5 separate regions of the Mus musculus genome follow, and all the other regions are linked to region 3. The links are chromatin contacts, called in public promoter capture Hi-C maps. All regions are on one chromosome and are shown on one strand. The core of a region is the stretch at or near the end of the contact, and the rest is flanking DNA. Distances in the headings are between cores, read along the strand shown.

Evidence for each region. Promoter capture Hi-C pulls out the DNA fragments that hold promoters and counts their contacts. Capture Hi-C pulls out chosen DNA fragments and counts their contacts.
Region 1: a contact with region 3 is called in a promoter capture Hi-C map of pre-B cells, with 3 times the contacts expected there. The contact joins the enhancer-like site here to the promoter of Zfand4 in region 3. A contact is called at or near these places in 9 of 39 promoter capture datasets (the C10 cell line, the HPC-7 cell line, HPC-7-derived erythroid cells and 3 more), 1 of 15 datasets of contacts at CTCF or cohesin (large pre-B cells), 7 of 484 Hi-C or Micro-C datasets (B cells, ECoMG myeloid progenitors, embryonic stem cells and 1 more), 6 of 115 datasets of contacts at active chromatin or transcription factors (the NIH/3T3 cell line, bone marrow-derived macrophages, embryonic stem cells and 2 more) and 4 of 9 other capture datasets (adipose tissue, embryonic stem cells, liver and 1 more).
Region 2: a promoter capture Hi-C map of liver shows a contact between it and region 3, with 2.5 times the contacts expected there. The contact joins the promoter of Rpl32 here to the promoter of Zfand4 in region 3. A contact is called at or near these places in 5 of 39 promoter capture datasets (the 3T3-L1 cell line, the C10 cell line, pre-B cells and 1 more), 5 of 115 datasets of contacts at active chromatin or transcription factors (cardiomyocytes, effector CD8 T cells, embryonic stem cells and 2 more) and 3 of 9 other capture datasets (adipose tissue, liver and pancreatic islet).
Region 4: a contact with region 3 is called in a promoter capture Hi-C map of liver. The contact joins the promoter of Efcab12 here to the promoter of Zfand4 in region 3. A contact is called at or near these places in 7 of 39 promoter capture datasets (the 3T3-L1 cell line, the C10 cell line, the HPC-7 cell line and 2 more), 2 of 115 datasets of contacts at active chromatin or transcription factors (large pre-B cells and pro-B cells) and 2 of 9 other capture datasets (adipose tissue and liver).
Region 5: a promoter capture Hi-C map of liver shows a contact between it and region 3, with 3 times the contacts expected there. The contact joins the promoter of Depp1 here to the promoter of Zfand4 in region 3. A contact is called at or near these places in 4 of 39 promoter capture datasets (the 3T3-L1 cell line, liver and stem cell-derived epiblast-like cells), 2 of 484 Hi-C or Micro-C datasets (both in liver), 4 of 115 datasets of contacts at active chromatin or transcription factors (T-cell acute lymphoblastic leukemia, embryonic stem cells, pancreatic cancer cells and 1 more) and 3 of 9 other capture datasets (embryonic stem cells, liver and macrophages).

What each region holds. Positions count from the first base shown.
Region 1 is chr6:115,895,691-115,900,330 of GRCm38.p6, forward strand. It overlaps Ift122 (intraflagellar transport 122), which reads left to right. Exons shown (of 29, transcript NM_001167763.1): 15 at 3,789-3,929. Among named protein-coding and RNA genes, the nearest start is that of Rho, 34 kb to the right of the region's middle. Within about 2 kb of position 1,536, at least 85 of the 459 cell types and tissues checked have an H3K27ac peak or open chromatin away from gene starts, as enhancers often do. A contact at or near this core is called in the NIH/3T3 cell line, adipose tissue, granulocyte-monocyte progenitors and 2 more, where this site is marked.
Region 2 is chr6:115,806,971-115,811,857 of GRCm38.p6, forward strand. It overlaps Rpl32 (ribosomal protein L32), which reads right to left and starts at 1,773. Exons shown (of 4, transcript NM_172086.2): 1 at 1,728-1,773; 2 at 832-932; 3 at 16-197. The coding sequence starts at 927. It overlaps Snora7a (small nucleolar RNA, H/ACA box 7A), which reads right to left and starts at 1,133; the gene lies at 1,005-1,133. Efcab12 (EF-hand calcium binding domain 12) reads right to left here. Exons shown (of 9, transcript NM_001110506.1): 9 at 3,759-4,263. The coding sequence ends at 4,008.
Region 3 is chr6:116,262,881-116,267,518 of GRCm38.p6, forward strand. It overlaps Zfand4 (zinc finger, AN1-type domain 4), which reads left to right and starts at 1,339. Exons shown (of 10, transcript NM_001309446.1): 1 at 1,339-1,432.
Region 4 is chr6:115,835,725-115,840,492 of GRCm38.p6, forward strand. It overlaps Efcab12 (EF-hand calcium binding domain 12), which reads right to left and starts at 2,688. Exons shown (of 9, transcript NM_001110506.1): 1 at 2,060-2,688. The coding sequence starts at 2,408.
Region 5 is chr6:116,648,955-116,654,267 of GRCm38.p6, forward strand. Depp1 (DEPP1 autophagy regulator) reads left to right here and starts at 1,730. Exons shown (of 2, transcript NM_145980.2): 1 at 1,730-1,891; 2 at 2,739-3,893. The coding sequence starts at 2,744. The coding sequence ends at 3,361. All of the region lies in intron 3 of Rassf4 (Ras association (RalGDS/AF-6) domain family member 4), which reads right to left.

The sequences.
Region 1 (4,640 bases), core at 286-2,785, 370 kb before region 3:
TCTCCCGTTGTTGGTTCTGAAGGTTGGACTTAGGTTGTCACACTTGTGCAGCAAAGTACTTTTACCTTTCAGCCATCTTGCCAGCTCCTGTGCCATCTTCTTTTAACATGACATTTAGCTATTCCAGGCTCATCCCCTTGACGAATTATTGACTAGCAATCTGACCTAGCAGTGTGGTTGACACCTATCTATAATCTCAGCACTTTGAGGATGGGGCAAGAGGATTTCAAGTTTAAAGGTAGCCTAGGATACATCACAGTACTTTTTCTTAAAACAAAAAACAAAACAAACCCCACTAACAACAAAGACAATTGCCCAAACCAAGCACCCCACTTACTAATCTGCCATTTTGCTCAGCAGTCAGTCTACTGGAAACGCTGTGCCATGTCAGTGAATACACTTACCAGGATTTTCAAACAGGAAGACAATTGTAGGCTCACATCTGTGTGTGAGAAGGGACAAGAGATTCCTTGTATATGTTGCTCAATTCCCCTTAGGTAGTAATGTGCAAGACTGTAATGCAGTTGTTCCTTTGCTCCACCGTGCAGTCTGGAGTACCTTCCTGCTGCAAGCCCCCATGCCCTCCCTGCTGTGTACCCAGCTTTGTTTGTAATGAATGCAGCTCTTCTATCAATGACAGTCCATAGCTTACTCCACCGGCACCTACATTTATATTACTTACAGCCTTTTTGTTTTTCTTTGTGTGTTTTGGAAACAGGGTCTCAGTATTGGTCCAGGCTGCCCTGGAACTCTGTGTGAACCAGGCTGGTCTCAATCCCACAGCAGTCTCCTCTGTCTTTGCCTCAGAGTGCTGGGATTAAAAGTGTGAGTCACCAGGCCTGGCTGCCCATAGCTTTTTACTCTTGCAAATAGTGGATATCTTCCTTGTGTATGTCCTGACATAGTACAAATTCCAAGAACTGAAATTGCTGGGCCAGAGGCCTTGTCCATAGAAAGATGTTCATATGTTCTAGACTGCCTTTCCTCTAGAATGCTGTTGGTCTGCCTGCCTACATACACCTGGCCTGCAGACTCTGTCTTCTTCTTCCTTGGAGCCATGGAAGCCCTTGCTACTTGTTGCTGCAGGGCTTTTCTGCAGTAGTGTCCACATCAGCTCCTGCTCCTTACTGAGTATTCAAGCAATGGCAGTGAAGTCTGATGGGAATGAACAGTGGGAAAAAAGAGTGTGAGAGATGGGACGTGTGGTGGCAGCTGAGGACAGCCTGCCTGTGTGACTCTCCGTGCTGTCCTTATCTGCTCCGCAGTAGCATCCTAAACCCAAGCACCACATCTGCTAGGAGCCCACTCTTCCTCATCTTGCCAAACAGGCTTTGCTTATTAAAAGGTTTTCTCCCTAGACTGCCATCCTAACCTCAAAAATAAATGCAGTTGCTGCTCCTTGATTCTAGCCAACCAAGAGGAGCCAGAGGGTCTGCTGGGGCTCCTTCTGCCAGAGCCCCAAGAGTCAGTAGCCAAAGTCTCTGTTGGTTGCAGCAGCCTTCCTGCTGATGCAGCAGGCCAGAGCTGCCAAGCATTGGGAAAGGCGATCTGGAGACAAAGGCTGTTTATCTGTCGCCTTGCCTCTAGTCTTCTTGTGGTTTGGGCCTCCAGACCAGGCAAAAAGCCCCATTTTTGCTCTTGGGATTTTTGGTTTCCTTTCGAAATTTGTATCATCTTGTGCAAGAACTGGTGTGTCCGAGCTGCCAAGTAGAGCAGTAAACCTGAGTTGTGCTCCATGATGTCATGCTTGGAATACAGCAGCCAGATAAGGGTGTGCTCAGAGGGGACTGGTTCATTAGTATGCTTTTCAAATCCTCATTCAGGTTGTACCTCTCTGCTGTACGATCAGCTGATCTTGTGCAACGTTTTAATGTTCCCTTGTCATGGAGGAGGTTGGTTGTCACAGGAAGTTCTGTAGTTTGGAGCCCTGGTTTTGGATTCTGGTTCTGTAACCTGATCCAGCTGCATCCTGAACACCGTATCTTCCTCTTTGAGGCCTCATTTCTTTTCTGTGCAATAGGATCATTGGGTTTTGTTTTGGTTTTGTTTTGCCATGTTGCTCACATTAGTCTTGAACTCCAGGGCTGAAGTGATCCCCCCCCCCCCCCCCCCCGAGCAGCCAAGATTCCAGGCTTTGCCACTGTGAAATGGGGTTAATTACACCCGTTTTCAGGTTTTGCCTGCCCAGATTCCTGTTATTATTCCTCCTTATTACAGACAGTCGTGAAATATCAAAAGCCACAAAACAGAGCTAAAGTGGACCAGAGGAGTCTAGAGAAGAGAGCTCATTGTGAGGGCAGAGTAGGTGGGATTTGGGAAGGCGTAAGGAGATGAGGACGCCTGTGTCCAGGAAGATGGGTCCTTTGCCCTTTTCAGAGTGCCACTTCAACCCACAGAAGCCTAGCCTGGCAGAGTCTCAGCTGCTCCTAGTCTCGTGGCCCACTGCCTCCCTACAGTAAGAGGGGAAGTGTATGGTGTGTTACCGCAGGAAAACAAGCCCCTGGGAATAACTGTGCCTTGCTGTCAGAGGTAGATCAGCTTGAAAGGAAAAAGGTTTCTTTTAATTCTGAAGGGGGGCAAAAGAACCAGAAATGTCAAAGATAAAGGCCCCAAATGGAGAAGACAGCACTTCCGGTTTCACATTTGAGAACCATTAGTACAGGGGTACTGGCTGATTGATCTTTACTGCCCAGGAATCCGGCAGGGAGACAAGGGTCCCTGAAGCGTATTGACTGGCCTCAAATCTAGACAGGGCCTTTATTGCTACAGATGCCAGGCCCAGCTCAGCTCTAGCCTGATGTGTATGCATGTGTTCTCTCTCTCTCTCTCTCTCTCTCTCTCTCTCTCTCTCTCTCTCTCTCTCACACACACACACACACACACACACACACACACACACACGACAAGAAGGAACACAGGACCAAGAACATCAGGTCACCTGTTGCTTTAACCTCAGGTTCTTAGTTTGATAGGTCTGTGTCCTCCGACAAGTGAGGTCTGCTCCAGGAGTCTCCCTCTCCTGGGGTGTTCTCAAAGGTAATCACACTTCCTTACACAGGACTCTTTGGACAACTGCAACAGTCTTTATACTCTTAAAAAAGAAGTCACTAGGGAATGCTTGTAGATATTCTCAGCCAGGCATCTTGATCTTTAGCACTAGAGACTGGTCCTCAGAGTTTTCTGGGCTGTCTGGAGCAAACTCCATATCCGTGCTCCTTTCAGACATAGCCTTTGAGAAGAGGCCATCCCAGATCTCTCCCTTCTGGTCAGTGAACTTGTTCCTCTGGCCTGGTGGAGGAACTGCTGGGAGTGACTAGAGCCCCGCTGCTGCCACAGGCTGAGCAGGGCTTCACCCCAGAGACCCACATGGAGTACAGCACAAGGTTTATCTACACAGAGGCCAAGGACAGCTGAGACTCCTTCTCTTGGGGCATGAGGAGAGCTTCCAGGAGGGGCCTGTTAAGAGAGCTTTAAAAAGCCAAGTAGGCATTTTCCATGAGGGGTGGGAGGGTGGGCAGGGTAAATCCTTCCCAGAGAAGATGATATATTAGGGTTATGTAGACCTAGGAAAGAGGAAGGCAAATGACAGCCAAAAGTGTGTGCAGAGAGCTCAGCAGGAGGGGTAGCAGAAAAGAAGGTACCCAGGTGGCCAGGGCGAGGCTGCAAAGATGCTGATTGATGGCAGAAGCTTGAGGTAGGTGTTTCTGGTGATGTCACTGTGAACATCTGGTTGTAATCTGACTCGTTGACTACTCTGAACTATTCTCTTTCTCCCTGAAACCCTGCAGTCCGCTCCAATGTACCAGTACCTCGATAGGAAGATGTTCAAAGAAGCATATCAGATCGCTTGCTTGGGAGTGACAGACGCTGATTGGCGTGAACTGGCCATGGAAGCTCTAGAAGGACTAGAGTTTGAGACGGCAAGGAAGGTATGCACTTAGTAGTGTGAGCCAGAATTTGGTCCTTGAAAGGGTCCCTTGAGGCAGAAGGTGCCAGTAACACCAAAGGGGCAGAAAGTGACTCTAATGGGCTCTGAAGTCTCCTCAGTCTCCCCTTTCACAGTGGTGGTAACTACCCTCCCGGGGTTGTTTTTCTGGAGGGTTCTGGCAGACAAGGACCTGTTCTCAGGAAGCTGGGAAGATCTAAGCAGATAATGCCAGTAAAACATCTGGTTGATTCTGGCTGCCAGTCTTGGTAGTAATCATTTATGTAAAGAACCTAGATAAAGCCTGCTCATGGCAGCCATTTATTAATGAGGTAGCTCAGGCTGGCTTAAGCGCCAGCCATTTATCACACCACCATTGTTCTTAGCACTGGCTTAGTGCAGAGGAGATGGTCAGGCTCTCTGATTCCCACAGCAGTGTGGCAGTGTCCCCATACCCTCTTGACATGATTCACAGTGCTACTTTTAGTTTAGCCAAAAAAAGCTAAGGAAATGGTCAAAAATATTTAACCTTTCCTAGACTTATGAGTGCCCATCTGATAGATCAAGGGAGAAGAGTGAATGGCTTCCAGCCTCTCCTGTCCTCTTTCCCTGCTTTCTCTCCCATAGCCAAGTGGAGAGTCTCCTCTTGCCCAGGCTACTGATACTGAAGTACCTGCAGACATATGTGGTACCTGCCTCTTGTTAACAACAGAGC
Region 2 (4,887 bases), core at 523-3,022, 460 kb before region 3:
AGGGGCCCAACTCACTTGTTGCACATCAGCAGCACCTCCAGCTCCTTGACATTGTGGACCAGGAACTTGCGGAAGCCGCTGGGCAGCATGTGCTTGGTTTTCTTGTTGCTCCCATAACCGATGTTGGGCATCAGGATCTGGCCCTTGAACCTTCTCCGCACCCTGTTGTCAATGCCTCTGGGTTTCCGCCAGTTTCGCTGAAGACACACAGGCAAGTTAGTCTCTGTGCAAACTGGCAGCTCTTGTATGTGTGTGCAGGAAGGGGACAGAATTCAAGGGGGTCATGTCATAAAACACACACCAAAGGCCGAGGTGTAGCTCAGTTAGCAGTGTCTGCCTGGCATGCACAGGGCCCTGGGCTCCATCCCTAGCACTTGCACTGGAATTTCAACATCATCTTCCATTGCAATTAAGTAGGGAGGAGGGATCAGTTAACTGCTGAACTGCTGGGTGTGCATGCCCATCCAGCCAACAGGTGATCTGCAGGCCCAGAGAGAGGTCTTAGCAGTTGAGAGCACTGGCTGCTCTTCCAGAGGTTCAATTCCATGCATGCATGTGCCTGGTGTGCAGACAAAACCCCAAAGATCTTTAAAATACAGGGTCAGGGTGCAGAGATGACTTAAAAGTGCCTGCTGTCAGACAAACTAAATCTGACCTGGACCCACAAGACAGGAAGGAGAGAATCAACTCCTTAAAGTGATTCTCCCTGCCCTTCAAACGCATAAATATAAAACAAAGTGTCATCTTTAAAATGAACTTTTTAAAATGCAGAGACAAGCGATAACGAGAAATGTGTGCTCAGGTCTTAACCCCCACCCCAGAACCACATACCTTAATTTTCACATATCGGTCTGACTGGTGCCTGATGAACTTCTTGGTCCTCTTTTTGACGATCTTGGGCTTCACCAGAGGCCGGAGGGCAGCCATGATGCCTTTTGACAAAAGTCAGACCCAAGTTAGTAAAGAAACTGGGAGGTGGGGCTGCGTCTCAGGCCTTCAGTGAGTAATGTTGCAGAGTGTCTTCCAATCACCAGCTACCGAGCAAACTGGGAATGGAATGGGTACCTCTGCTAGGCTTGCTCTCCCTCTTGCTTCCGAAGCTGGAAGAATACTAGCTACTCTCCAGACGCGATCCCAAGAGGTCAGTGGTTCATCTCACCCACTCCGAACCTCAAAGAACCGCAACCGATCTTACAGAACCCCAGCCAGGTCTCTCTGGTGGCGAAGGAGCGGCAAATCCCGCTCCACTAAGCTTCGTTATGTTTGAAGTGTTGCGCCCTTAAATACGCAAAGCCACCATGCACTCCTAACACGCCACCAGTCCGTCTGTCCCTCCCGGTCGTCTCAGAGCACCAACCAAAGGGTGCCTTCTCTGCTCCCCGCGCAGACAACCTGCTCCGCCGGGCTTGCGCTTCAGAAAGCATTTCTGCTCACTGGCGAGCGGCGGCAGCTCCCTGACTTAAGATTTCGGATTCGCCGCAGAAAAAGGCTGCTAACAAGCTAAGCAGAAAGCGGCGGGTGCCGTCCGAAACTCTCGGGCCGCATGGCAGCAAGCCCGCCCTGGCCGATGCCGGCCCCCGGGCAGACTCCGGAGCAGCGCCAGTGGCCAGGCCCGCGCGCGCTCGCCACTACCACGCTGGTGCGGAGGCCGCCGCCGAGGCCTCCCCACCCGGAGACGGGGTCCCGTCGAAGCCGCGGGCGGCGGATGGCCGCCGATACAGACTCACCGTAAAACAGATGGCAGCCACCTCGTAGGCAGCGCCGAGGAAGAAGGAAGAGGCGGCGGCGGCGCGCAAGGTATGATGGGACGGAGTCTTAGGTCCTGGCAGAGAAAAGGGAAGCACTTCCGGCTCTGGGTCCTCTAAAGAAAACTAAGATGTGCCTGAGAAATGATACTGAAAAAAACCCTAGTGGACTAGTGTTCTGTAGTAGACATTAACATCTTAGAGTGAACTAAAATTTATTTTTCTCTTGGGACTACTTAAGAAATTTGGGTTTTTTGTTTTTTTTTGAGCTAAGACCTGCTAGGTGGGCATTTATTTCCGCCCTAAGTGGAAGCCCAATAGCTTTTTAAATTGTTGGTTCCCGAGGGTGCCTCCTTGAGGCTGGGAGGTAGCAAAACAGAGACTCTTCGAAGATCCTTAGGCGGTTGGTTGAGCAAATGTCCTAAAACTTCCTAATATACAGATGTGCAAACCCCTGCTTATGAAGTGCTACTGAGCCTCCTCGCGACTTCTGTATGTTTAAATCTTCTCTACTTATGGTATGTACCTAATGTATTAATAAGTGATGGGTTAGCCGGGCGGTGGTGGCTCATGCCTTTAATCCCCGCACTTGGGAGGCAGAGGCAGGCGGGTTTCTGAGTTCGAGGCCAGCCTGAGCTACAGAGAGGGTTCCAGGACAGCCAGAGCTACACAGAGAAACCCTGTTTCGGAAAAAAAAAAGTGATAGGTTGATAATATTGCTAAGAAAATAGTCTATTGGCTGGGTGTGGTGGTGCACATTTTTTAATAACAGCACTTGGGAAGCAGAGGTAGGTCGAGTTTAGTCTATTTTGCTTATCTTTTGTTTTACAGATCATTGTGAAAACTCTATAATCTTAGGAGGAAATAAAACCAAACCTGAGCTGGGGAGGTGGCTTGGTGGAGCACTGTTGCTCTTTCAGAGGACTGGCATTTAGTTCCCAGGAACCAAGCGTTGCTTCACAACCTTGTTAACACCAGCCCTAGGGGATCAGATGCCCTTTTCTGTAGGCGCTACATGCATGTGGTACATACTCATACATGCAGGCAAAACACTCAATCACATAGAATAAATCTCATTTTTTAAAGATTTATGTATATGAGCACACTGTAGCTGTCTTCAGACACACCAGAAGAGGGCATCAGATCCCATTACAGATGGTTGTGAGTCACCATGTGGTTAGGAATTGAACCCAGGACCTCTGGAAGAGCAATCAGTGTTCTTAACTGCTGAGCCATCTCTCCAGGCCCCACCCCAGTCCCACCCTTTGTTTTGTTTTGTTTTGTTTTAAGACAGGGTTTCTCTGTGTAAGCCTGACTGTGGTCGAATTCACTCTGTAGACCAGGCTGGCTGGAGATCTTCCTGTCTCTGCCTCCCAAGTGCTGAGATGTAAGGTGTCACCACTGCCCAGCAGACTAAATTAAAAAATTTTCAAACTTTGTACAAACTCAGACAGAAGAGATGCCACTGGTGATCTTGACAGTGGCTCCAGGAGGTGGGGACAAATGCTGAATTGGGTATGCTGCCCCAACCCTTGTGCTTGCTGTAAAGGGGAGTAGAGACCCAGGTAAGTAGAGTGTCTTGTCTGGAGTGGCTGGGTCACAAACAGCAGGGCAGGACTGTTGCTCTCCTGTGTCTGTGTCTTGCCCTCCCTTCCCAAATGCTGCTTGGCCTACAGGCTATGTAAAGGCCAATGGAACATGGAAGTGTGTGGCTAATGGCACCTTACAGAGTACATTACATAAAGAGAAAGGTGAGTGAGTGAATTATACAGAAGGCCCATGAACTAGAGAGTATGGCTCTGATTTCTGAAGATTCACAGGGGTTGGGGGCCTCAGTCCTCCCCAGCTGAGGACATGCTACTTCATTTAACAGAGGACTCTCTTGCTGTCTGTTGTGTCCCTGTAGGCATTAATATCCCAGGATGAGAGGTGGGAGGTGTCCTGGGGAATCTGTCTCTTACATACTCACACTTCAAGTTTTCCAGCCCGTAAGCAGGAAATCACACGAGCAAGGCTAGTTTAGTGAAGGTTAGTTCAGCTCTAACCTAGTTTATTTCAAAACGGCAGAGGTCATGACAGATAGGAAAGCAGCATGTGTGTGTGGACACATCCACACCCCACTGTGGCATCAGGGGACACATCCCCGGACCTTCCCTGGGAATGTTTTGTTTTTTTTTTTCCGTATAGCTCGTTGATATCTCATGACTGCAGCTGGGGGCTTCTGGCTGCACTGTCTTCTGGTCCAGCATCCTGCAATCCACTCTAGTTGATGGAGTACACCTTGTTTGCATCATAATAGGCATGGGTCATATAAGAAAAGTCTTTCATGGGCCAGTAGTTCTTAGAGTGGTAAATGGCAGGGTAAGCAGGGGGCTTGTGTTCCACACAGCTGAAGATCGCCAGGCTCTGGTCCTTGGCCACAGTAGGCAGGTAGAGCCTCAGCTTGTCCAGAAGGTGACCGGGCCAGAAGTGATTGGGATGGGTGTCTGAGGGGCTTAACCTCTGCAACTTCAGCTTCCTGGAAAAGGAAAAGGCATAGGGAAGGTTGCTGTGGCAGAGGGACCAGGCCCAGGGCTCCTTCTCAGCAGAGAACATAAGCCGTGACCACTCTGTCCAGTGTGAAAAGCACTCAACTCCTCCAGTCTCCTCACTAGTGAGGACCTGGAGAGCCAGAAATCGAGATCATACAGTGAATGAGTGGCTAAGTGCCTAGGCACTGCTTCTTAAACCCAAACTTAAGACGTGTGCCATCCTAGCTCTGGAGTCCTGGCTCTCCACCTTCCTAACGCTGCAACCCTTTGACTCTTTAAGACAGTTGATGTTGTGGTGACTCCCCAACCATAAAATTATTTTTGTTCCCAATTCATAACTGTAATTTTGCTACTGTTAGGAATTGTATGTAAATATCTATTTTCCAATGATCTTAGGCGACCCCTGTGAAAAGGATGTTCAACTCTCAAAGGGGTCACGCCTCACAATTTGAGAACCACTGTTCTAGAGGACTCGTTCCGTCCCTCCCCCACCCCCACTTGGCCTGGTCCTTTTGGTGCTGGGGATAGAATCCAGAGCCTCACGTGCTCTAGGCTAATACCCAGCTGCTAAGCTACAGCCCAGCCCCACGGAGGCATTTGGATTTTGGGTC
Region 3 (4,638 bases), core at 89-2,588:
TCTACTGAATTCCCAAAAAGTGGGTCTGCAATCTTGTAAGGGGAACTGTGGTCCTCTGTTGTCTTAATAATGTGCAGAAAGTTTTATTGGAACACAGCCTCCATCATGGCTACATTATCTGGCTACCCCAGTCAGAATTCAGAAGTGACAGGAAATGGGATTTTTTATCTGTAGGCAAAAATTTGCCTCTCATAGCTTTTGTTTCCTCCTTTGTAAATGGTTTCAGTACTAAAATTGCAAGATTGTTGTTGAGAATAGACCTTTTTGTCTGCCCTTTAAAATGGTAGGTTATGACTGGTGATGTATGGTTTGATGAGGTTATGAAATGTTAAGCTAAAAAAATAAAATTTAAGCGCATCCACTGGATGCTAGAGCACGTGAGTGCTGTGAGTGATCACGATGTCCTGCGCAGGCACTGTCCTCCTAGGCTCTGTTCATGTTACCATCATGGCTCTGGCCTCAATAGAGTTGGAAGTTATCAGCCCAGTCATGGGCTGAGTTTAAGAGCAAGAGGCTGACAAAAGGCCTCACCATACCATCTACCTCAGTCCCGAGGAGTTGAAACTGTGGAGACTAGTGGCTCAGGTCTCGGAGGATAATGAGAGGGTGGGAGAAGACTGATCAGGGCCAGGGTTCTTTTGCAAGTTGACTATGAGGGAGCGCTTTCATGGTCCTCTGCAGTCCTCCTGGTAAAACACTTGAGTTGAACCTCCTATGAAGGAACCGAAGCAGCAGGGGCCCAACCTAGTTGGAAGGCATGTGTAGTCAGAAAGCCAGTCAGTTTATATCCCACTTCAGCTCGGTGCACAGCAAAAGTAGGACGGGATCTGAGCTCAGGTTGAGACTGTTTGACCTATAATCTTCAAATAGTTGCTCAAATGCAAAAGGCATATAGAAATGTTCCCATTTTACAGATGACACAACTGAGTCAGAAATGTTAGGAGAACGTGGAGTACAAGAAAAGGGTGACTAGCATGGACATCCTTTTAAGTGTCCTAGGCCATGAGTAAATAACAAATGCCAAAGACCCTCCTATCCCCAAAGAACCTTAGAAGTGCCCCAGCCACTCTGGTGCCGGCTCTTCCCAGACGCTGTGCCCCGTCTCCAGTCTCCTACCCTGCCCTAGACGGGTCCTGCAACCAGTTATAAAGAGTCAACATACGGGCCAGTTCTAACCGACAACCCTTCCTGAAAGCCCGTGCGACCCCGGCGTCCGAGCAACCGCCAGCCGCGGAAGACTAGGCCCCGCCCCTCGCGAGCTGATTGGAGGGCGTCGGCAGCGCTGATCGGCGATTGGTGAGCGGTGTCACAAAGGGCGGGACCGGAGCTTCGCGGGCCAGCGTAGGCCGGCGTCTCGGGCGCGCGAACTCCTATCCGCCTGCGGGCAGGCGAGCGAGCGAGCGGGCGGACGCGACCACCGGAGGGCGAGCGGGTGAGGGGCGCGGCGGGGCGGGGCGCGGCGCGGCCCGGAGGGAGGGCGGGTGGTGGAAGGGCCTGCTGCGTCTTCGCTGCCCCGGTGCGCCCGCCTCAGCTGCAGCCTGGTCACACCCGTGCTTCTCTGCCTACGGACTCACGGACAAATTGGTCGTACCCGTGGCTCGGGGTGCTGCTGACCCGACTTTGGGTCTGAGTGTGGTCCCTGCTGGTTGTGGCCCCAGGGCAGCACCCCCGCACTTGTGCATCGCTCCTAGGCCAGAGTGTGGTTCTAATCTGTAGCTCGATTTTCACACATCTGTAAAAGGACAAGAGTCACCTTTTTAAAAGGCTGCAACATATTGTGGGTATATTTATGTTGGGGGGAAAAATTAAAAACTAACTCGTCGTGTGACTAAGTTCCTGTGGACGAGAAGGAAGCAAAGGCCAAGGTACTGAAATTACCCCTTGAGTGCAGTTATTGCCGCTTTTGTTGGTTGGTTTTAGACATTTCAAAAGATGAAAGAAATGTTGGAAATTCACTTTGATTTTTCTCTAACAGTTTTCAAGATAAATTAGCAATTTAATCATCGTTTTATTTACTTATATTATTAAACATCACTATACGTTTTTATTGTCAATTGGTTTTCCAGTGCTCATTCATGCATACCACGGGCCACTTTGAGGATGCTTGCAGGCCTCAATGGACCCAGTTTTAGTACGCTAGGTCATTGGCCCACTTGAGCTTCCACTAGGCCATGTAATATTCTGCTGTGGTTTAGCCGGCCAGCACAACCTTTTGTCTTGTTACATTAATTTCCTTTGCTGAGAAGTATGACACAGCCGGGCGTGGTGGCGCACACCTTTAATCCCAGCACTCGGGAGGCAGAGGCAGGCGGATTTCTGAGTTCGAGGCCAGCCTGGTCTACAAAGTGAGTTCCAGGACAGCCAGGGCTGGACAGCCAGGGCTATACAGAGAAACCCTGTCTCGAAAAAAACAAAAACAAAAACCCAACCAACCAACCAAACAAAAAAGTATGCAACACAATTGCTTTCAGATATGGTCACCACCCTCGGTTCTTTTTGTGTATTGGAAATTATGCCACTAACTGGGACCAAACTTCATTTGGGAGTTCTTGTACCACTGATGATGCACCTACTGCTGTGCTGATTTTCTTCTACTTATAGGCACGTTAGTCTCATTTCAGATCTGTGCATTGAAGGATTACATGTTGCCTATGCGTATTTCACTATAATGCTGTTTTTTTTTTCTTTTTCTTCTTATAATGCTGTTGTTTTGTTTTGTTTTTGTGAAATTGCAGATTGAGCCCAGGGCCTAATATGTGCTAGGAAATACCCTATCACCTGGCTTCACATTTACCATGAGTGATGTAAGAGTGAGTAGTGAAATACAAACAGTACCACTGTTGCGTAGTGTACTCTTGCAGCTCTGACCCACAGTACTGGGAGCACAGTCCTTGTGTTGCTGCTGTTGTTTGTTTCTCATTAGTTCATATGTTGTGCAACTCCACTCAGAACAACTGTGCTCTTAGCAACAATGTTTCTTCCTGTGATGCCGTTTTTTTTTTTTTAAAGGAGCGTTAGCTATCTGCATAATTCAAGCTTCCTAAGAATGTTTTATATTAGAACTATGAAAACTCCCCTCTACAGTAGAAGTATCTGTGTATACGTGTTCATCATGATTTATAAGAATTCTGGCGTAGTGAATCAGAATGTGACTCCAGAGGAAACCAGTATCCCTCCACAGTATAATCACTGTGCCATTTCTATGACTATATAGTTGACTGTTAATTTTCTCTAATCTAAGGATTAGTGGAGAAAGGGAGTTGTTTTGAATTGAATTTCATTGAACAACCTTTAATGCACGCTAATGTGTGCAGACGGCTGAAGTGAGTGATAGAGACATTGTCCCTCCCTTACAACGCTTGTAGTTTACCAGCACGGGTGACAGACACAGAAACAGTCCAGTTTTGATGGGTATCATGGGTGGAAAAGATAGTAAGCATGAAAGATGTTGTGGGATCCTTGGTATTGGAGCCGCGGCTCTGGGGAGAGGTGTCTGGTTACTAGGCAGGCTTTGCATTATAAGCAGGCATTCTCTTTGAAGTGTGCCCCTCTCCGCGGAGCTGAGCTTTGAAAGCCGATTGGTAGCTTCTCAGGAAGCCTGGGAGGAGTTGGCCTGAGTAGGACAAAGCGGGAGCTCTAAGACTATGAGTAAGCTATGAGTAGAGGTACAAGGAGCGCAGGCATTGCTGGGGGAGTGCGGGTAAGTGAGCATGGCTGGGAGATGAAATATGCATGCTGGGAAGTCTTTCTAAGGAGTTTGAACATTGTTGGACAGATGGTGGAAGCCATGATAGGGCCTTGAGCTAGAAATAATAGGATCAGTTTACATTTTCAAAGGATAGCTGTGCTGACATCCCAGGTCATTAGGAAACTGCCCCTTGAAGCCAAAACCCGGAAGACTGACAGTGCAAAACCCTGTGATGGCCTGGGGTAACAGGAACTCCTGAGTCACTGGTGGTTTCACTACCTTGGCATATTGTGTGGCAGTTTCTTTAAAAGAGAAACAAGCACAATGGGGCTGTGGGTTTGGCTCAGCTGTTGAAGGTAAAGTGTTAACTACACAAGCATGAAGAGCCTAGCTTGGATCCCCAGCACTTACCGGAAAAAGCTAGGCACAGCAGTGTGCACCTGTCCTCTGAGGGTTGGCAGGAGGAGCCCTCGCCTTGCCAGTCAAGCTGAGTGGATGAGCAGATCAGTGACACCTTAAGAATATAAAATGGGGCTGGAGCTCTGACTCAGTGGTTAAGAGCACTGACTGCTCTTCTAGAGGTCCTGAGTTCAATTCCTAACAACCACATGGTGGCTCACAACCATCTGTAATAGGATCTGATGCCCTCTTCTGGTGTAGAAGAAAGCTACAGGGTATCATACACTTAAATAAATCTTAAAAGAGAATATAAAGTGGAAAGTGATAGAGGAGGCCATCTGATGTTGACTGCTGGTCTCCACATGCAAATATATACATGCACACAATGTATACACATGTGCACAAAAGGCTGAAAATACTCGCTTTAAAATCTAGCCTAAATAAGTTTTTTAAACTTTATAACCTGTGTACAGTTTTGCTTCATAATTGTCAGAAAATGGGGAATGTAAGATATTTCTCAGGATAATGGATAAATGAAACTAATGCATACA
Region 4 (4,768 bases), core at 1,438-3,937, 430 kb before region 3:
CTATGCTATGTTTAGGTGTGGCCTCCATAGACTCATATATTTGAACAAGCCTATGGCAGCCAGGGAGTGGAATGGTGGTTTGAGTAGATTTTTTCCAGGGAGTGACATTACTTAAGAGATGTGGCCTTGGGCTGGAGAGATGGCTCAGTGGTTAAGAGCACTGACTGCTCTTCCGAAGGTCCTGAGTTCAAATCCTAGCAACCACATGGTGGCTCACAACCATCCATAACGAGATCCAGAAGAGGAGAGGGGTCACCCTCTTCTGGAGTGTCTGAAGACAGCTACGGTGTACTTACATAATAAATAAATCTTTAAAAAAAAAAAAAAAGAGATGTGGCCTTGTTGGAGGAAGTGTGTCACTTGTGTGTGTGGGCTTTAAGACCTTCCTCCTAATCATGTGGGAGCCAGTCTTCTCCTTGTGGCCTTCAGATGAAGATGTAGAACTCTCAGCTCCTCCTGCCTTGATGATAATGGACTGAACCTCTGAACCTGTAAGCCAGCCCCAATTAAATGTTGCCCTTATAAGAGATGCCTTGGCCATAGTGTTTGTTCTCAGCAGTAAAACCCTAAGACAGCTGGCTTTTTGGTGCTCAAGGAGTTAACCCATTACTGCTGTGGCCTAAAGCTCTTGGCCCCTGTTCTCTCCCAGGATGTCACACCCACCTTGTCCTCTTTTCTACATTGCTTCTTCTGCTCAGTCACATTTCCTTTCTCCTTCCCTGACCCCTGGGTTCCATTCACCTAGTTGCTGTGTGCTCTAAAGGGCATGGTATTCCTTGAGGTTTCTCTTCCAGCCTTACCCATCCTGAGTTTCATAGTAAGGGTGTGATAATTTGAATAAGAATGGCTCCCTTAAGCTCATTTGTTTGAATACTTTTAGTCACCAGGAAATAGAACTGTTTGAAAAGATGAGAAGGTGGAGAAGAGGAGGAGGGGGAGGGAGAGGAAGAGGAAGAGGAAGAGGAAGAGGAGGGGAGAGCTAGTTGTAGGAAATGTGTCACAAGGGGTGGGCGTTGAGTCTTGTTTTTCTTGAGATAGGGTTTCTTTGTATGGCCCTAGCTGTCCTAGAACTACCTCTGTAGACTAGGCTGGCCTTGAACTCAGAGATCTTCTTGCTTCTGTCTTTTGAGTGCTGGGATTAAAGGCTAACAACCAGTGCCTAGTGGCTTTGAGGTTTTAAAAGCCCCCATCAGGTGTTCTCTCTCTCAGCTTGTGTATCAGGGTATGGATCTCAGCTACTTTTCCATACCTGTCTGCTACCATACTCCCTGCCATGATGATAATGAACTAAGCCTCTGGAACTATAAGCAAGACCCCCAATTAAATGTTTTCTTTCATAAGAGTTGCCTTGAAGCCTTGTCTCTCTTCTCGGCAAAGAACAGTGATTAGCCTATCAGGTGTTATCCCAGCCACCCTCTTGCAGACAGGTGGCCTGCTTACCACCCACTCACTTTTCACACCACTTCTTTCTAGTGCTCTTCAGGACTATGACCAAGCAGTGACAGGCTGAGGCTACCATCCTGTCATTAGAAGAGATGGTGGAGTTGGAAGAGAAAGCGCTGAATTTCCACTCCTGCATGCACAGGTACACTTTCTGATGTCACTGGCTGACTTTGCTTCTGTTTGTACATTCCCAGAACGTCACTGTGGGCCTCGAATGCTGGATAAGACCCCATTTACTGACCCTTGTGTGTCTCCCAGGAGCACCTGCCTTAGAGCCCTCACTTCGCCTCAGAAAACACACTTGTTCTCCTTCCCTGACTCACACCTCAGCTGCTGCCTTCCTTTCTGGCCGTCATCCTGGGCTCATCCTGTTGTCCTGGTCACTCCTCTAAGTGTCAACACTCTACACCAGGCAGCTTCTCCCACTCACCTCCGTGCTGAGCACCCCCATCCCAGCACAACCATGCCATCTTAGTTGTTCTGAAAACATCTCACTTCTATAGTTTACAGGGTCTTAGGTGTCCACGACTAAGATTAAACGTGTCCCCTGGTTCCAGTCTCATCTAACCAGGTCCTGCAGACACTTTCCATCTCCATGAAGAGCACTGTCACTTACCAGCGTCTGTGATCGTCAAGCCGAAAGTCACACGACTTTTTCTCTCCTCGGCTTTCTGGGCCTCCCATAACCTGGATGATTTCTTTTGCTTCCCACTATGTTTGGCCAGGGTTTCTGCCACATTCTGACTGTGTGCTTTGGAAAGGTGGCTAGAGAGACCAGCATCCCACTGCGAAGCATTAGATGGGTGGGGAGGAGGTTTTCGGAGAGCATGGGTCTTCTGGCATCCAACTCTTCTTGTTTGTTTGTACCCTCCACCTCTCAAATTGCAAACCTTTGCCAAGCACTTGTTTGGGGGCAGACAGCTGACTGTCTCCTCTCCAGGTCTCTTTTTCAATATAGAACGCATTGTTGCCCAACTGAGAAAAATGCAGGTTCCCAGGCGCAAGAGCCTGGCTTTGATTCCAAGTCACGTGACTCAGCCGGGTTCTCTAGCTAGGTCCGGTCCGGGCATAGGAATCCAGGCCGTTTGTGACCTTCTGGAACTCCCTATCCCACAATGGAGACGGCACAATGAGGCTTCTAGCCTATCCTGGAGCTCTCCAACAGCTCTGCCGCCCGGAGCCGGAGGATTCCTGTAGATGGCGTTATGAAGTACGCCCCCAGTTTAGCCGTTTGGTGGAAATAAGCTTCAGGTTTTGCAAAAGGCTGCTCAACCTGCTGAGAGTAAGCCTCTGTTGTCATGACTATAGATGCCCTACACCGATTGGCTGAGCGCTTCCACTTGCAAGAAGGAGGCGGGAGAACCTTTCTTCCCTTCCACCTCCCAAACCCGGAAGTCAGGAGCTTCGGCGATTTGCTTAGCTCTGGCTGGTGCCTCCTTTGGGAAATCATACATATGTCCCAGTCTTCCCATGGCCCCCTATTCTGAAGAAAAAAAAAAATGTCCTATTTTCTTGTAAGCTGCAGGTCCTTCACAGATCTTATCTTCAGGCTTCACTTTTCTCATTTAAAAAAAGTATCATAACTCTACCCTGGGTTCTGAGAATCCTAGTCAGTCAAGGTCAAATAAAAGACAGGTATTTGGTGCTATGACTGGGTGTTATGGTCTGGAATCAACAGTTTTGGTGGCAACCACTTGTATCCCAGCGCGGGAAGATAGACGTTAAGTTTGAGGCCAGCTTGTGTTACATAAGTCCCAGGCCAGCCAGAGCCACTCAATGAGAGCCTATCTTTAATCAAAGCCAGAAACAGGTTAGAACCAGTCCTAATAATAAACCTTTGAAATCTCCACTAATAGGTGAACTATGGGGTGTGCATGGAAAGATACATGACCCACACTACATGGAGGAGTCTAGTAAACGGAAGAATCCAGACTCAGGCTCAGGCCTTACACCTGTTTCTTCGAGACAGGGTTTCTCTGTATAGCCCTGGCTGTCCTGGAACTCACTTTGTAGACCAGGCTGGACTCGAACTCAGAAATCCATCTGCCTCTGCCTCCCAAGTGCTGGGATTAAAGGCATGTGCCACCACGCCAGGCTCAGAAATGTCTTTGAGTTAGCTAGTGTTAGTGGCTGTAAATGTGTTAAACACAAAACAAAACCATTTAATTAAACACTTACAAAAATGTGGTCTGGCCAGGTATGGTAGTACACAGGAGGAGCTCTGTGAATTGGTGGCCAGTCTGGTCTACATAGAAAAATCCTGTCTCCAAAAAAAAAAAAAAAAAAGAAAAAAAGAAAAAGTTTTGTACTGCTGGGCACTGAGCTCTAAGCCTTGGGCATGCCAGGAAAACTCAACTGCTGAACTACCCACCTGATTCTAACATTTTAAACTGTAGGTCACAAAATAAAGATCAACATTTGAACAAGTTCTCTGTGCTGGGGACCATCTTCACTAGATTTAGCATCCTCCTGACTCCCCACAACCCGAGGCACTCGCTTCTACTGGCCCTTCTGAGCCACAGCCTCTGAACACTTACAAAACCATGACAAGGCACCATGGTTTCACTGAGATGCGAGGGAAGGCACGGAGGTCAGGCAACCTTATCTCCTGAAAAGAAAGAGTCGCCCTGGAACCCCAGCAATTGGCCAGACAGAGCTCCCCTTCAAGGCGACCAGGGAGAGGGGGGTTAAGTGGCCCTGCCCTGCAGCCTTATCTCATCTCATAGCTGACATTTGGGAAATTTGCTTTGCCACCTAACCTTGGCCATGGCCCAGGCATCCAAAGATTTCTCTGGACTCTGACCTGCTTGTGTCTGGATCTCCATCCTCACTTTGTCTTCTCTGCCATACTGTTAGCACTGTTCTCTTCCTGGGAGGTCTCTACAGAGCCTTCTCATCCTTTTCCCTCCCCAGCACAGAGCTCTGCACTTATGTGTGTTCCTGTGATGTTTGTGAAAATATTAAGGGTTATTGTGAAGTGGGAGGTATGGCCAGCTTTCCTGCCACATCACATCTCTTTACACTTATGTGAACTTATTTCACATGCATGTATACACACGACCTGTGTGCCCAGAGGAGGGCAACAGATCCCCTCCATAGACATGCTAGGAACTGAACCTGACTACTCTGTGACCAATGATCTCTCCACCTCCAGCATCCCTCTCACAGCTGCCACCTGTTCACCAGAGGAAAAATCAATTAGCCTGCAACAGAGCACATCTGCCTATACCCACTCGCTATCCTACGACAAATAGCTTCCTGACAGCTGGTTTACTTTGCCTTCATTCGATTTAATTTTCAAACCAAACCTTAGAATGACAATTGA
Region 5 (5,313 bases), core at 480-2,979, 390 kb after region 3:
GCATGGTGGTGAAGGGTGTGCTAAGTGAGGTCTGAAGACTCACATACTTAATGGCTACTTAAACGTACAGCACAGGGGATTGCAGTGGGCCTGGTGCTGCCCCGTGGATCTCTAAGATTCATTCATCTGGAAGAACTGGGGTCCCTACTTCTCTTTCTTCCCTACCACTCTTGATAGCCATCTTCCTTCTTTCTGCCTCTATGCATTTGAGTTATTTTGGATTCCACACTACACTTAAGTGAAATCATGCCCCACCCACTGCCCCATGGAGTCTCCTCTCTCTTCATTGTCCTGGAAAGCCCCCGTGAAAACAGGGATGTCATGAGAACCTTCACGTGGGGATGGCCTCACCCCCACTCACAGTGTGGATCTCATGGTCGGCTAACAGTCATGCCTAGTTTCAAACACCTCACTGACCACAGAGAGAAGAGTCTAAGGCTATCAAAACCACACACAGCTTCCTGATACGGCCTCACAGTGTTTGCCTAAACAGTCAGGCAAAAGGCTGGAGTCCTGTGGAATCATTCAGGTGTAAGTTGGGAATTGTCACCTGACTTAAGCATTGTTCAGTATCTCCAATGTCCCCATGCCTTTACCCATGACTCTAATGCTACACTTGGAATGCATAGACACAAGACCAGCAGCTCACCATGCTGCAGGAGGCTAGTGTCTGTCCAGCCCTCATGTATCAGACCTGAACGTACTGTTCCCTCTGTAACTCCTCTTCCTCCCGCTTCTGAGGGTAGGTGAGCAGAGGCGCTGAGGCCTGAGAAACGCAAAGCCGGTTCCTTCCCAGGGCTGTCCATCTTGCCTTCAGCTGCCACTGTGTTGGTATCACCCTTGGAGTCCCCTGGTTTCTCACAGCTGCTGTCATTTGCCCGAGCATGGCATCTGGCAGAAGCCACACTACAGCTCCTTACTCAAACCTATAGTGCCTTGCCCTTGCTTTGGTATCATCTGGCCCACCTGACCTGGACCACCCCCTCTTCTGCTGCTCCACAGCCCTTCGGCGCTCTATTTTGCAGCCATCCTGAGTGCTGAGTCACTGCGCCTGCCCACTGATGACTCCATAATCCTTCTCACTGGGAAACAGGCATCATACGTGGTGATTTGTCCACAGTATTTGCTATGCCATTAGCAGTCACTGGCACATGCCTGGCCAACAACGGGCAAGCAAATTTCTCCTTGAAAGTATCTGAGATGTTATGAGAGAAGTCAGACAGACTGTCAAGCTGCCCCGGCACTTGTGTAAGGTGATGTCCCTCACCCTGCAAGCCTCATGTGTTATCATGATCATAAGTGTAGGCCTGGAACTCAGCAAAACTTAGCACAAGGCTGGCGTGTCACAGGATCACAGGTCCTGGGGTAATCCATAGTAGAAAATACTGTGCTATACCAGACAGGGGTGGAAGCCCATGGGGGTCCTATGGAGGTCCCAGGTTCCAGCAGTCCCCAGGTCCCAGGAACCCCCAGGCTGGCTTTGCTCTCTACCCATAGTAAAGCTGTCTAAGTCAGGTGAGGTGGCTGCCCCACACCTCACCCTACAGTGTAAATATTTCCCAACCTCCTGCAGGCACATACACAAATTCCAGGCTGGCAGCTGGGCCAAGCCCCACCCTCTGTGCTTTCCCCTGAGAACCTTCCAAAGTGCTGTTATTTTGAGCTTTTCCTGACAATGATTGATGACCGGAGGAACCGTGTAAAAGCAGCAGTGTGTGTTGGGTTTGCCAGACCGCACAGGGGAAGAAACCACAGCACATCGTCCTGACTGTCCTCTTCCCAGGGACCAAGAGCTAGAGACCCGGCTGTGACTGCCCGCCTCTGGGGCTTCCTTTAGAGGAGACAGTCTTTACCCATCTAGACTCCTGCCACCCTGACTGCTGACTTACAGGTAAGAAGAGCAGCCACCCTTTGGCTTGACACTTTTAAAACACGGGGCTAGTTTATCTCTGAGAGCATCTCTCATCCCGAGCTTTCACGGCCTGACTACTGGATAGAGAGCAGGGGGGTGGGTACCACCGACCACTATGATAATAAGGTGTTTATACAAGGCCTTTGTGTTTACAGGAGAGCTGTGATGTCAAAGCTATGTCTCCGTGAATTTCCCCATATATCCCTGCCAGTGGGATGTTTATAACCCTATTTTTCAGACAAGTAATTAGAGGTTTAGAGAGGTGACATTGCCAGTCTCTAAGTCATTAAGTGGCAGAGACGAGTTTAAAACCTAGGTGTTCTCTGACCCCACATTAATACCCCCCCCCCCGTTTTCTTACCTGTTCGTTCTTCATTTTAAAATTTTTAATTAATTTATTTTATTTTATATGCATGGATATTTTGCCTACACTAATGTATGTGTGCTACACACATGCCAGTCAGACCCCTGGAACTTGATTTATAGATGGCTAGAGCCACTATGTGTGTGCTAAGAACTGAACTCAGGCTCTCTGCAAGAATAAGTACCCTTACCACTGAGCCCCGACTATCTGGCTATTCTTAAACAACACTAATGATGAAGCCTTAGTGAGCTGGGTACTTTGGTGGTAGCTGGAAGGATGAGTGCGGGTGGGGGCAGGGGGGTGAGCCTTGGTCTCAGATCTGCAGGTTTCTTATTGTTTTCTGGGTACCCGAGCCCCGTGTAGCATCTCCGATGAGGGAGAGGAAGTAGGAGGGTGTCAGGGTGGCATGGCGGGCTCGCCACTGGTTTCCTCTTGGCTAACAGGTTGCTTTTGCTTTATTAGCAGCTATGAGGTCCCGGCTTCTGCTGCCCGTGCCCCATTTGCCAACGATTCGGGAAATGTCAGAAGAGCTGTCACATGGGGCAGCTGGGCAGGAACCCCCAGCGTCCCCCAGCCTGGATGACTACGTCAGGTGTATCTGTCAGCTGGCACAGCCCACCTCAGTGCTGGACAAGGTCACAGCCCAGAGCCGTCCCAACAGACCCTCCCGGCCAGCCTGGACTCGAGAGAAGAGGCGCCAGGCCGAGTCTCCAGGAGACAGCTCTCTTTGCGTCAGCAGCCTGCAGCCCACACTGCCCTCTCCCGGCACTGACAACCCTCTGGACTGGCTCTTTGGGAAGTCACAGGGAGAGCAGGCAGATGGGAGAGGTCGACCCAACAGGACTGGTTCTTCAGATCCCTGGGATGTGCCCAGACAGATGGGCAAGGACACGGGGAGACTCTGTGAGGCCAGGGTACCTGAGCACTCTCTGGGAAGAAAACCAGGGCCCAGGCACCAGACCTCCGACCTGAAAAGCTGGACTTCTAGAAAGTCCTGCCGGGCCTTAGCGTCCGTCTCCAGCTCTCGCCCCAGCAGTATCCTAGGTACTCTCTATTTGCACCTCCCAGTGATCCATGAACTCTAACTCCTACCCCAGGAAAAACCCATAAAGGATATGGTGGGCCCCTGTGCTCTCTCTAGCTTTCCTCTCCTGTGGTGGACACTTCCTGGCAGGTCTGCAGGGACTGGGCAATTCCTAGTGAGACCCATCCTCTAAAGAGCGATGACAGTCTAGCTCCCACAATGCGACTTTGACTGGTACCTTTTGTGTCTGGCTGGCCCGTGACTTTGAAGCGACTCAGTGTCCTCTATGTCTTGGTTTTATCATGACTAAAGTGAGTGTAGGTGGAGTGACCACCTCCCAGATTGCTCTAATGAGGAGATGCGGGCTGTACTCTGGGTGGCTGCCACAGTCTCATGAGAAACCAAGGGCAAAGGACCAAGGAAAAGGGTCTCAGGCCCCTAAAGCAGTGGCTTTCAACCATCCTAATGTTGTGACCTTTTAATACAGTTCCTCATGTTGTGTGACCCCCCAACCATAAAATGATTTTTGTTTCTACTTCATAACTGCAATTTTGTTACTGTTACGAATCATGGTGTAAATCTTTGAGCTTTCCAGTGCTCTTAGGTGGCTTCTGTGACAGGGTCGTTCAACCCCGAAAGGGGCTGTGACTCAGGTTGAAAAACACTGTCTTAAAAGCATCCAAGGAAGGGCCTGGCCTCTATGCTCTACCTTCAGGCATATATTTCCAGAGGCCCAACAAAAGATATGAGGTCTCAGCAGATGTATTACTGTGTTTCATAGGGATTGTCACCTAGGTACCCAGGGGACATGCTATCTTGACTCCAGTGTCCAAATCTCATTGTGGTACCAGAGAATTAGAGAATTCTCATGCTCAGGGCCAAAACAGAATGCAGCACGTAGCCTGCAGGCTGTCACATACTGGGTCTAGTGGTCTCATCTCTGATTTTCTTGCATGTGCCCACCAGCTTCACCTAGGCCCTTGTTACAGAAGGGGGCACATCACAAAGCTGTCCAACCCCATTATTCTGGCTAGGTCGGGATGTCCTAAGGCTTTGGAAATCCAGACCAGCACTGAGTTCCCCCAGTCCAGAGAATGTCAGCTCCTGGAGGCATCTACCAAGCAGGGAAGTTTGGGACGGGAGGGTTTCCCTTCTCAGAGAGGTGGGTGTGGTCTTGGAGACTGGAAAAGAATCAGGACTCAAGGCCCAGCATCTGCTCCCTTGTATGGGCTGGAGCCAGCTGACCACACTCAGGATGGAAGGGTCTAGGAAAAGAGAGACGTTAACCACTTTCATGTCCTCTTTTGCATATATATTCTTAGAATCAGAATGCAAACCACACAGCAAAAAGAAAATACTTCAGACAAGTGGTCTATTCAGTTTTTTTTCTTTGTTTGTTTGTAAAATGCAGGAGACCAACACAATCCTTTGTCCTTGACAGGAATTGCAAATCTGTACACATGGACATAGATAGAGGTGCAGTTTGCATCTATCACAGCCTCAAACTGATCTTCTACAAGAAAGCCCTTAGGCAAAATGTCCCCAGGTATGATAGGAAGGCAGATCTACTGCAGAGGGGGTAGCTGGCTGGAGACTAGATGGGCACTAGATGAGACACCGAGCCTCTTTACGTCGTCCCCATCTGTGAAGCAGTGTGGAAACTGGGTCAGAGGGAGACTCCTGGCACGTGGCAATGCATTAGTGAATGTTCCACCGGGAACTCGCTCAAATATTCTCTGACGTGAATGATGCTAATCAGCAATTTCGAAGGTGCTCTCCCCACAGCACCCTGCCATACCTGGTCCCACCCAGGGGAGTCCACTAAAGATCTGGCCAGACAGTCTAGTACACAGTTTGTGCTCCTAGGGAAAAGCTGCATAGATCTCAGGCTGGAAGGGTCCAGGGTTATTTCAGGGTTAAGTGGATCTTCCAGGCCTAAGAGAGGGGGCAGGTCCACCTTTCTAAGGAAGGGTAAGAGTGTAGGAGAGTACACTCTTGAGTATCTCACACACT